Linked DNA regions of Mus musculus: all the other regions are linked to region 2. Evidence: chromatin contacts called from public Hi-C, Micro-C and capture Hi-C data. All regions are on one chromosome and are shown on one strand. The core of a region is the stretch at or near the end of the contact, and the rest is flanking DNA. Distances in the headings are between cores, read along the strand shown.

Region 1 (2,700 bases), core at 46-2,545, 260 kb before region 2:
TCTCCTCACTCACCTCTGGAAGTTGGGGACAAAATTGGAGCCTGAGGTACTTTGTGACCAAATTCACTGTGTGTACTCTAACCAAAGTCAGGACCATTCCTTGTTTTCAGGAAGAGGAAGTATGGAGGGCAGGGCTGCTCCCCAGGTCTCAGTTTACCCTCCAGCTACAGCATGGGTGGACCTTGGGCACTGGTGTCTCTTGTAGGATCATGTTTATGGTTTTTACCAACTCTGATGCAGCCCCCTGATTCTTGGAGGCATTTCCAGATGTTGGAGAGGCAGCAGCAGCTTCGGGGCAAGCCCAGGGACTGAAGGTCACCAGGGTTACTCAAAGAATCATGTCCTTCGTGTAACAGCTGTGGCTAGGAACACAGAACAGGCTGCCTGAGCCCACGTGCCTTTGTGAGAATTGTTAGACTCAGGACACTTTGCAGGGACAGGACCTGCTGGGGTTGGGGCTAACCCCTCTGCTCAGACCCCATGCTCACACAGTGGCCTCTCCAGACTCAAGCTACTTCCTCTTGTACCCAAGGGACACGAGTCCAATGAGAGTTGTTGCCTAGGCTGAGGGCTGCCCAAGTTTTAATTACATGTAATTCCAGAGACTGGCAGAGCCTGGGAAAATAAGGGGATTAGAGAGTGGACTTAGCTGGGCTCAGTAGAGTATAGCAGGCTCCACGGAGACAGGTGGCCCCCCGCGTCCCCACTGCTCCTTGCCTTCTGCATCATGACATGGGGTCAGACACCCGTCCCTCTGGAGTCTTGGTTTCCTGCCACTCTTTGTCTTCCCTGGATGACGTGAAGTGAGGTGCAGCAGGAAGCACGGTTGTCTCAGCCCACACAGCTCGTGGAGAAACAGAATGGAGTCGGGGGACACTTGAAAGCTCCTTATTCTATCTAGGCTGGGCTGGAGGTTGTGGGGCTGGGCCTGAGAGCATTGAGAAGGGTATGGCAGACCTTGTGGGATGTAATTCCAGCAGGCACCTCCTGCCTTTCCCAACCTGAGTCTGGCCTGGCTTGTAGCTTAAAGGAATGGAGTTAGTTCACCTGGGGTGTGTGCTGGCATTGGGATAATTGGGGCTATGACATCCTGAGGAAGGCCAAGTTTACCCAGGGAGTCATATAAAGATAAACTCAGATAACCTGAATCAATATTTCCTCTCTGGGACCCATGGAGCCCCCACAGCTGTTTTCCTGATAACTTGGCAAATGCCCCACCCACCCTTCGCACCTCCCTCGTCCTCCGCCCTCGGATGCCTGCTAAGCATATAAGTCCTGGACCCCTGCCCTGGGATGCTCTTCTGTGCCACCCTCGTGAGCCACCATGGGGCTGCCACTAGCTCGCCTGGTGGCTGCGTGCCTAGTCCTGGCCTTAGCCAAGGGCTCGGAACTCCAGAAAGGTAAGGGGCTGGGTGATCTGGGTAAGGGAACAGGCAGAATCCCCTGAGGGTGGGAAGGCAGTTAGGAAGGGGCTTCTGGAACAGGAGGGCGTCCCCAGACAGAACCACTGCAGTGGGACTGGTCTTAAGGCTCTTACCACCACTCTGCGGTTGAAAGCTGAGGATGAGAAGCTGGGACCCCTGAGGGACCATTGTCCCTGGGAGGGGGGAAGGCATTGGATGTCTGGAAGAAGCCAAGCTTAGGATGGCTCCAGGTATAGAGGACCTTCGGCAAGCCAGTGCCTCTGGAGAACGGACTGGGTGTCCATATGGGACACTTCTGTCCCATCAAGATAAAGTTGTAGATGGGGGATGTCCCAGGGGGAACTCTTGAAGACTGAAGGACCCATCCCAGCCTCTTGCTGGTGGAAGGGGCTAAATGGAGATTCCCTTGAGAGGTTTGAGGTAGACAGGGTGACCATATTGCCTGAAGGCCTTTCTTGCTTTTCTACCTGCTTGGACTCCACATTATCACCTTGACTGAGAGGGGTGACCAATATTTAACAGAGACTGCTTCTACAGGGGGAACCAGAAACTCTGGTTTGGAGCCCCAGATGGGTCTCTCATAGGGAGACCTCTGGGATTAACTTGGAGGGTGGACTCAGGGAAACCCTTCTTGTACCCGGGTGTCTCACCTTGTGTCCCCACTGTTCTCCCAGAAGCCAGATCCCGAAACCACGTCTGCAGCACCTGGGGTGACTTCCACTACAAAACTTTTGACGGCGATGTCTACCGATTCCCTGGCCTCTGTGATTACAACTTTGCGTCTGACTGCCGAGACTCCTACAAGGAATTTGCTGTGCACCTGAAGCGGGGCTTGGGCGAGGCTGGGGGTCACTCCCAGATAGAGTCTATCCTGATCACCATTAAGGATGACACCATCTACCTCACCCACAAGCTGGCAGTGGTGAACGGGGCCATGTGAGTGCGATTACTACTCTTCTCTCCTGTCCTAGCAGCTAGGGGGATGCTTTTGGCTCCTTAGAGCAAGTTGTATAATTTAGCTAGCCTCCGGGATACCATCTCTTCTGCTCTGGTACATGCCTAAGTTTGAGGTTTGAGCTATCCATAGATTCATTCAACAAACACTGGGTGGTTCCCTCTGTAGACCAGGGTCTTCTTATCTGGTGAGTCCCCTGTAGATTTTCCTTGGGGGGCATGTGGGATAGGCTGGTGGCTGCCAGAGCGCGTCCCCAAGGCTAAAGTTGCAGAAGCTCAGAAGGGAGAGGCTGCTTGCCCTGCCCTATTGTTCCCTGGCTTT
Region 2 (2,700 bases), core at 29-2,528:
CTCTCCATTGGTCTTCCCAGATAGTGCTGGAAAGAGTGGGGCGCTCCTCAAGTTCACATGGTGACACCTAAGGTGAGCAGGGGCAAGCAGGTGGCTGAAGGTGGAGGGGACACTTCATACCTTGGGACTTGTTCACCTAGTAGTACACTGTTGACTAGAGTAGCTTCCATTGAAGTACACAGTAAATATAATCCACATCTGTAAAGTTCTGAGCCTGGCCGCCATCAGTTCTCTTCCACCACCTTCCACAGCACATCTTAAGGAAACACAAGGGTTTCATGCAAGAAAAAGAGAGTCCCAGTAGGCCTGACCGCCTCCACCACCGTCCTTAAGGCCACACTCTTTTCAGAGGCTTCTCTGGATCTTAGGTGCCATGAATCTCCTTGACTCTCTGCTTCTCTTAAACATAGAAAGGGTCTACCGCTAAAGTCTTGGAGGCACTAGGGGGTCTGCTGCAGAGAGCCTCTGCTAGAGTTCACTGGCCCTGCTATACTGATGTCTACTGGCATACCAAAGAAACGCTGTCCCCTTCTTCCCACGGGAACAGAAACAGCGGGTGGAGAATGGCTTCCAGGGCATTTTGGACACTGCAGCTTACAGCTCTCTCGCCCGGCATAAAACATTACACTTAATACGCAGATCACCTGTATTCAGAGCTCTAGTCTGCACAGAGCACCCACGGTGAATGCAGCAACCCAACCTAAAAGCAGTATCTCCACACCGCCTGCAGAACCCGGCCTGCGTGCCATATCTTTGCCAATGCTCAATATCCCCACCCTGCAGGGAGCACCTGTGCCTGGTGACCAGCACTCCAAAACCGACTGCAGTACCCTGCCACGATCCAATGGCCCCGTTTTATATGAAAAACGCTCGCGAGGGCGGAAAACTCCTTCCAAAACCCAGGGGTTCAGGGAGAAACCCCTAGACCAAGGCGACCACATGGACGTCTTCCCAAGGTCTGCTTCCTGCGCCGTCCGGCATTCGTTTTAATGACAAGGCACCAGGCAGCTAAAGCACTCTCCGGAGGCTCCTGGCTCTGTCCTGGCCTCCCCTTCGCCCCCGCCCCAACAACACCCCAATCTCGCTTTTCCTGGCCCAGCGCGCTCTTAGAGACTGGCGGGGCGGTCCAGGCGGAAGACGCTGATTGGGCCATGCCTCTGATTGACAGCTGCAAGCACCAGTTGTCACGGTAGCTGCAGCCGGTGGCGCTCGCTCGGGCTCGGCTCGGGCTCGGAGGCACTCGAAGCGGCTCGGCTGCTCGTCTGGGCTCGGCTGAGTGGCTCGGTTCGGTTGCTCGGCGGGGCTCGGCTGCACGGCCGCGGACGGGCGTGCGCTGGGGGGGGGCGCGGGGCGCGGGCCTCGGAGGTGGCGGCGGAAGCCTGGTGCCCCCGCCCGCCGGGTCCTCTCAGAGAGGCAGAGCGGCATTCCCGCGGCCCGGCCTCGTACGGGTGCGGCGTGGGGGGCGGCGGGGGCGCGGAGCAGCGCGGCCCGCCCGGGGGCGCCGCGGGCCGGGTCAGCGCGGACGGCGCTCGGCGGACTCGGGCGCACTGCTGGCCGGCCCCTCCCTGCCCGCGCGCCCGGGCGCCCACTCGCCGGCGCGGGGCCCGGGAGCGATGACATCGACGGGGAAGGACGGCGGCGGGGCGCAGCACGCGCAGTATGTGGGGCCCTACCGGCTGGAGAAGACGCTGGGCAAGGGGCAGACAGGTGCGTGCGCGCCGGCGGCTGGGGGCGCGGGCGGGGCCGGGATGCAGGGCGGGCGCGCGGCCGTGGGGCCAGGGAGACCGTGCTGACCGGCCGGGTGGGGCCGAGTGAGGCCGCAGAGCAGGGATGCTGCAGGCTGGGCCCGGCGGCCGCGAACAATGGGCGGCGGTGCGCCGGCGGCCGCCGCACTCCTGGGTCCCGCGGTGGAGCCCCTCAGCCCACCGGTTGCAGGAGGGCGGGTGCAGCCCAAGGACATGCAGCGCGGCCTGGGGCGCACGGCGACTGGGGCAGCATGGGCCGGGCCTGGCGACTCCTGGCAGTCCCGCTGCAGGTGCGCGGCCCGGGGCCCGCATTGTGCGCCGGAGCGAGCGCCGGGCCCATTGTGCCGCGGGAGGAGGGGGACGAGCGGGCGCCCATCTGCCGTCTGCCGCGTTAATAGGCGTGCTGCCTGAGCAGCTGCGTCCCGGCCGCATGACCCCCACCTCCAGGCAGCGGCCACCGCCCGGCAGGTCCTGGCCTGGCTTTCCTAGGCTGGACCTCCCGTTCTGGTGGGGGTGACAGCGCAGGAACCTAAGGAAAGCTGGACAGCGCCTTCTTCTGCACCCAGTCTCAAGCCCGAGCGTCTGCGACATTGGGTTTCCCTGGGGAGGTAGAGGGTGACGGTTCCTGGGCTTGGGCCATACATCACCGCCTGGCGGTTGAAACAGACCAGGGCCTACAGCAGAAATGAACCTCCCCAAGAGTCCTCACTGTCTTTCCCTGGACAGGTTCCATTTCTGCACAGCTTTCCCATAGACCAGCCGTGAACTACCTTACATTTGGCCAGCTTTCTGGGGCAGCCTAGGTTTAGTCAGCCCCCTCATCTGGTCAGCGAGGCGCATTCACACAGTCGTCTTTGTGGGAGGCTGGGACTCAGCCATTTTCTTTCTTCTCCCAGGACTGGCCTGTCTTCGGCTGCCCAAAGGTCCGATTGGCGCTGCCCACATCTCCTTTCTC
Region 3 (2,700 bases), core at 152-2,651, 330 kb after region 2:
AACCTTGATTTTTAGAGCTCCAGGGCCCAACCTCCAGATCCTAAGTATTTCACTGAGGATTTGAGTAGACAGTCAAGATATGCTCACAGCTAGGTGACCTGGGTTGGAGCGAAGTATAGGGATCCACCCTGGGGCAGTATTACTTTGCCTGACAAAGTTTCTCATCTTCCCAGTCAACCAGTATTAGCTATTTTGACTCTACAGGGTACAGCAGAGAAATAAATTGAGTTTTTTGAGAGCATCAGCCTTTCTTGGCCATTGGTGAGCTTAGCTGGGAAGTTCATATGAGGAAGAAGGACCCTTCCTTCATAAGAGAGTCCTTGGGGCTCAGAGCAGCAAAGGTGACATGGAGTAATTTACAACTTTGCAAATCTGGTCCTCAGCACCCTGTGGCACCCTGAATGAATGCAGAGCACATCTTAACAATCCTCCTGCAGGGGACATCACTCCCTCCCCTTCCTTTTTAGCTGAGTAATCAGGAGGGCACAGTCTTACCCAGCAGCTGGTCTCATCTTTCTGCTGCTCTGCTTTGTCTTTTGGTGAACACATTCGTATGTGGGTTCATCTCTTTATTTCCTATCCTGCTTATTTTTGACCTTATTATGTACTCAATCTTGCAGGGCAAGCTTGATTTTTAGTGTGTACTATAAACACCTAATTTGGTTGCATGTTAGTGAGAGACTTGGGTGTAGGATGACTAGCAGGGGTCCTGTTTTATTTTGTTTTGTTTATTTGTATGAGGACATAGATGGGCACCCTAAATGTTGGAGACCATACCATAAGAAAGTAGGCCTTTCAAAGTTTTCCACCCTAACAAGCCAAATGGCCTTGTGCTAAGGAGCTGGTCTTCACCCCCTCCTCCCTGTTTCCTTCCTGGCACCTGAGGCTGTAAAAAGCTGAATTATAGTCCCCTCTTCCTTATCTCTTCCTGACTCCCAAGACTTCAAAGGACATGAGTTACAAGCTGAGCCCAGCCTGACACCCAAGGCTGTTAAGGAGGATTCTACATTCCAGAGATAAGAGTGCCTGGCCGCCTGCAGTTTGAATTAGGCCTTCATGTCCCCAGATGCCCACTTCTTTGTTCTTAGTTGATCCCCCTCAACCCCTCCCTATTCCCCTTAAAACCTGGCATTTCAGCCTAATAAACTGAGACCTTGATAGGAACCCTTCTTTGTCTCTGCGTCTCCTTCCTTTCCTCGCATTTCTCTTCAGGTTTGTGGTCCCCCTTGCACCCAGGAAGAACTGGGTCCTGCTGGGTGGGACAAGTGGCGCCTAACTGAGGTTCGGAGCGTTTTGCCTTAGGTGGAGATTACGGAGTTTGACTCCCCCAGAGAAGTTCGTAGGGACCCCAAGAAAAAAGAAGTGAAGGACTGCTTCAGCAGCTCACCGGAGAGAGAAATCCTTGGTAAGTGATTCATCTCCACTGAGAAATGGGAACTAAGCTTTCTAAAGAGGCAGCCTTTATAAAAGGCTTAAAGGTGGCTCTCAGGGAAAGAGGAGTTAGAGTTAAAAAGAAAGATTTGATAAACTTTTTTATTTTCATAGACCAGGCAGGTCCATGGTTTATTATAGATGGCGCAGAGATACATTGTAAGAAATGGATAAGAGTAGGAAGAGAATTAAGTGAAATTTTGGCAAAGCAGGACCCCGATGCTATTCCTGCAAATATATTTACTTATTGGAGTCTAATCCGTGATTTAATACAAAGTGCAGTTGATGATCCAGAGAAACAGCAGCCTTTGTCAGTGGCAGAATATTGCCTCTGTCCCCTGTCTCTGGAAGCTTCAGAGAGCTCCCTCCCTACTAAAAAGCCTCCAATAGCTGCAGACAGGCCCGAAGTCCTGCAGACTGCTCTCTACCCCCATATCCCGGTAAGCGCATTGCCTGCTGACCCGCCACTGATCAATCTAGAATTTAAAAAATCTTTGGCTGAAAGCCCTTTAATTTCTGGGGACACAGACACTTTAGAGGAAGAGATAGTCCGTCCCCGTAAGCCCGAGCGATTGCCGGGCGCTTCAGCTCCTCCCTGCAATGCCTCGTCCTACCTGCCACCAATCTGCGCTCCCGAGCCGTGGCCCCAGGCGCTGCCGGTCCCTACTCTCATTGATGCTAAAGACAAGCTCGCGTCTCAGGTAGCAGGATTACAAGAAGTTTTAGAGCTCCAGCAACAGTACGCCCGCCTTTCCACAGAGCTCGCTTCACTCCAAAATTCTTTAAAAGAGACTATCCTTGCCCCTCCCCCAGCCTCAGCCTCGGGCGGCGTAAAAAAGAAAGCTCCGCGAGCGGTAAAAACTAAAACATTGGCTTCCCCCGTAATTACTCGCTCCACGAGAGCTGCTAGCTACGACCCGCCCACTTCTACGGCGGAGACACAGCCCCCAGCCACCCGTGCCGAATCTGCTTCTGCAGAAATTGGGCCTTTAGAAAGGCCCCAGGCCGACCTCTCCTCGGACACTAACAGCGAGGGCGGAGAAGATTATGAGTGTGAAAACGAAGTAGAACGTGAGCCAGAGGAACAAATTTCTGCTCCTGTCCAACAAACAGAATTCCGCAGACTACGTTTTAAGCTCTTAAAAGAGCTTAACTCTGCGGTTAGAACTTATGGCCCATCTGCCCCCTACACGCTTTCGCTCCTAGAAGCTCTTCCGGGAGGCGAACATATGCTCCCTAGTGAGTGGATCAAAGTAATCCAAACTGTGT
Region 4 (2,728 bases), core at 75-2,574, 350 kb before region 2:
ACCAGCTATGACATATCAAGTTGCAGTAAGACTAGGCATTTCCTCTTCTGTTAAGGATAGACAAGGCAACCCAGTAGGAGGAAAGGATCCACGGGCAGGCAACAGAGTCAGAGACAGCTCCTGCACTTCCTGTTAGGAGTCCCACCAGAAGACCAAGCTACACAACTGTTACATATATGCGGAGAGCCTCGTTGGTCCCATGCAGGCTCCCTGATTGGCAGTGCAGTCACTGTGAACCCCGATGGGCTTGGATTGATTGATTTTTTGTGGATTTTCTTGTGGTGTCCTTGACCCCACTGGCTCCTACAATCCTTCCCCCTCTTCTTAGGATTCCCTAAGCTCTGCCTAATGTTTGGCTGTGGGTCTCCAAGTCTGTTTCCATCAGTTCCTGGGTGAAGCCTCTCTGATGGCAGTTTAGACCATACATATGTTATACCGACTTGGTGTCACCCGGAGACCCTGCCTAGGGAGAAGAATATATGCCAGCATCCCTCCTTACTGCTGCAGGATGGCTCAGGAATATTCCTGTGCTTTAAATGGGGTGCCAGTGGCTCTTGGTTACACGTGGAGCTTTGTGCTGTAGTAAGTCTCATGTTGAACCTGCTTTGCTGTGATTAAGAGGGAGTTCAGCCATGCCACAGTTTCTGGACTGTGTGTGGTTTAATGGCAAGGTGATTTGCCCCACAACTTTGTGAAATGGAAGATAATTTATAGTAAGTATCTGCCTAAGCCAATAAGCTTGTTTAGAGGATTAGCTTGATGGCTTGTGCAGAACTTGCAGATCTGTCTCTTCAGGGCTTTTGGGGCCAAGGCAGGTTGAGAGAGGTCAAGGCCCCCCTGGCAGACAGGCACTAGCAGGTCTTTTTGGCTACAGAGCACTGACTGCCATGTATTCTGGATTGTGGTGTGTATAGCTGCATGTCTGGCTGGAGGCCTGTGCCTTCTTGGAGTCTTTTACTACAATCTGTTACTGTACTATACAGATCTTTGTCTTATTAGCTTGACTACTAGATGTAAACCTTTTATTCACCTTTTCTGTAGGTGACAAGGCTCTTGATGGCTACAGTAAAAAGAAGTATGTCTGCAAATTGCTCTTCATCTTTCTCCTTGGTCATGACATTGACTTTGGACACATGGAAGCTGTGAATCTTCTGAGCTCAAACAGATACACGGAAAAGCAGATTGTGAGTATGGTTGAGGGGCAGGGCCCTGTGCCTTATGTGCAGTTTGCAGACTCCTTCTTCCTCTCTGTCGCATGTTGGGTGCCAACCACCTGTGCATCTGGCCTGTGTTACTGCCTGGTGCTGATTCCTTGTAGTCACGCCCATCCCAACGTGGTTCTCTGCTTCTGAGGACCAGTGGTGCCCAGGACGGACTCGGATGGCTGGCTCTCTTCCCACTGCTGCTTTCTGTTGGCTTAGGCTGCTGGATTCTCTGTGCTCACACCCCTGTGTCTGTTGCCCACAGCCTCAGTGCCTTCTTTTCACTGGGCCTTGCTAGAGAGTAAAGTGCCAGCAGTCACTTTACTCCATGGCCTTTTGCATGACTGCTTGAAACTTGCGTCTATGCCACAGGGACAGGCAATAAAGCCAGAAAAGGTTTGGTCTCTTCTTTGCAGGCTGCTCAAACTTGCTTAGGTTTAGAATTTCAGCTCTGCATTCTGTTATAGTAAGGCTGTCAATAACAGCTTTCTCTTTTGGTTAAAAATTTAACTTAACAGAAATTAAAAAATAAGCCAAATATCTTAGGATTTTTTTGTTAAAAAAATTAGCCTTTTCTGTTTTCAGGCTCCACATGCTTACCTTGTAAGTGATAGATCGATGATGTGAGACTGGGTTTGAACAGATAGTGAGGTGACAGTGGGGTAAGCCTGAGAAAGGAGTGAGTGGATAGCAGTAAGCTAGGTTGTGGATAGATATGCATATTTACTAGTGAGTGGTGCCAGGCTTGGTTCTTGCCATGATAGTTCCCTCCTATCCTGACATGAAGATGGTGTGGCAACTGAGCATAGATGTGTGAGCTACTGAGAAGGAAATGATATTTGGGGAAGGACTAAGTGGTCTGGTTCCCTTGTGCCTCTGACTTTGCACGTATTTTAGTGGGAATGCTGCATCAGGGCTGGGTGGTGCAAAAGTGCTGATCACTGGTACATGTCCGCGTCTCTGTGGCATCCACTGGGACGCTGCTAGAGGCTTTCCTGGCTTCCTTCTCTGCACTGTGTGTTAGGCGTCTTGTCATAAGCTCTTTGTCCCCGCCTTCTGGAAATACAGGGCTACCTTTTCATCTCTGTATTGGTGAACTCGAATAGTGAACTGATCCGGTTGATTAACAATGCCATCAAGAATGACCTGGCCAGCCGCAATCCTACGTTTATGGGTCTCGCCCTGCACTGCATTGCCAATGTGGGTAGCCGTGAGATGGCGGAGGCCTTCGCCGGAGAGATCCCCAAGATCCTCGTGGCAGGGTATGTATCTGGGTGCTGTGGAGGGGCAGCATGCACTTCTTCTAAACACACTCCACTGTGTGTAGTGAGGGATGTCAGGAAGGCCTGCTATAGAGCTCTGCCTGAGATCACTGAGACCTGATCACAGAAGGAGACCCTCTTAGCCTGCCTGCCTAGAAAGGACTGCAGGGAGAAAGACAACGTTGTTTGGTATAACCCTGAGTCATCCTGCCCAGAAGCATTGGAGCAAAGGCCAAGCCCTTGTTTTGTTTTGTTTTCTTAAGA

Evidence for each region. A called contact is a pair of places that touch in the nucleus more often than the background predicts. Capture Hi-C pulls out chosen DNA fragments and counts their contacts.
Region 1: a contact with region 2 is called in a capture Hi-C map of macrophages, with 4 times the contacts expected there. The contact joins the promoter of Muc2 here to the promoter of Brsk2 in region 2. A contact is called at or near these places in 11 of 39 promoter capture datasets (cranial neural crest, embryonic stem cells, hematopoietic stem and progenitor cells and 5 more), 8 of 484 Hi-C or Micro-C datasets (the AML12 cell line, the Ba/F3 cell line, bone marrow-derived macrophages and 4 more), 6 of 115 datasets of contacts at active chromatin or transcription factors (differentiating embryonic stem cells, embryonic forebrain, embryonic stem cells and 1 more) and 4 of 9 other capture datasets (adipose tissue, liver, macrophages and 1 more).
Region 3: a Micro-C map of embryonic stem cells shows a contact between it and region 2, with 4 times the contacts expected there. The contact joins the promoter of B130016D09Rik here to the promoter of Brsk2 in region 2. A contact is called at or near these places in 4 of 39 promoter capture datasets (the 3T3-L1 cell line, embryonic stem cells, hippocampal neurons and 1 more), 1 of 484 Hi-C or Micro-C datasets (embryonic stem cells), 4 of 115 datasets of contacts at active chromatin or transcription factors (all in embryonic stem cells) and 1 of 9 other capture datasets (macrophages).
Region 4: a contact with region 2 is called in a Hi-C map of rod photoreceptor, with 4 times the contacts expected there. The contact joins the enhancer-like site here to the promoter of Brsk2 in region 2. A contact is called at or near these places in 1 of 39 promoter capture datasets (embryonic stem cells), 1 of 484 Hi-C or Micro-C datasets (rod photoreceptor), 3 of 115 datasets of contacts at active chromatin or transcription factors (astrocytes, forebrain and neural tube) and 1 of 9 other capture datasets (embryonic stem cells).

Annotation. Positions count from the first base shown.
Region 1 is chr7:141,689,045-141,691,744 of GRCm38.p6, forward strand. It overlaps Muc2 (mucin 2), which reads left to right and starts at 1,296. Exons shown (of 48, transcript NM_023566.4): 1 at 1,296-1,400; 2 at 2,099-2,360. The coding sequence starts at 1,325.
Region 2 is chr7:141,948,473-141,951,172 of GRCm38.p6, forward strand. It overlaps Brsk2 (BR serine/threonine kinase 2), which reads left to right and starts at 1,279. Exons shown (of 20, transcript NM_001009930.3): 1 at 1,279-1,707. The coding sequence starts at 1,614.
Region 3 is chr7:142,282,062-142,284,761 of GRCm38.p6, forward strand. It overlaps B130016D09Rik (a long non-coding RNA gene), which reads left to right and starts at 1,402. Exons shown (of 1, transcript XR_003946899.1): 1 at 1,402-2,700. Gm45889 (a long non-coding RNA gene) reads left to right here and starts at 1,153. Exons shown (of 2, transcript XR_870059.2): 1 at 1,153-1,405.
Region 4 is chr7:141,596,432-141,599,159 of GRCm38.p6, forward strand. It overlaps Ap2a2 (adaptor-related protein complex 2, alpha 2 subunit), which reads left to right. Exons shown (of 22, transcript NM_007459.3): 3 at 1,042-1,184; 4 at 2,271-2,464. Among named protein-coding and RNA genes, the nearest start is that of Gm16982, 16 kb to the right of the region's middle. Within about 2 kb of position 1,325, at least 2 of the 459 cell types and tissues checked have an H3K27ac peak or open chromatin away from gene starts, as enhancers often do. A contact at or near this core is called in rod photoreceptor, where this site is marked.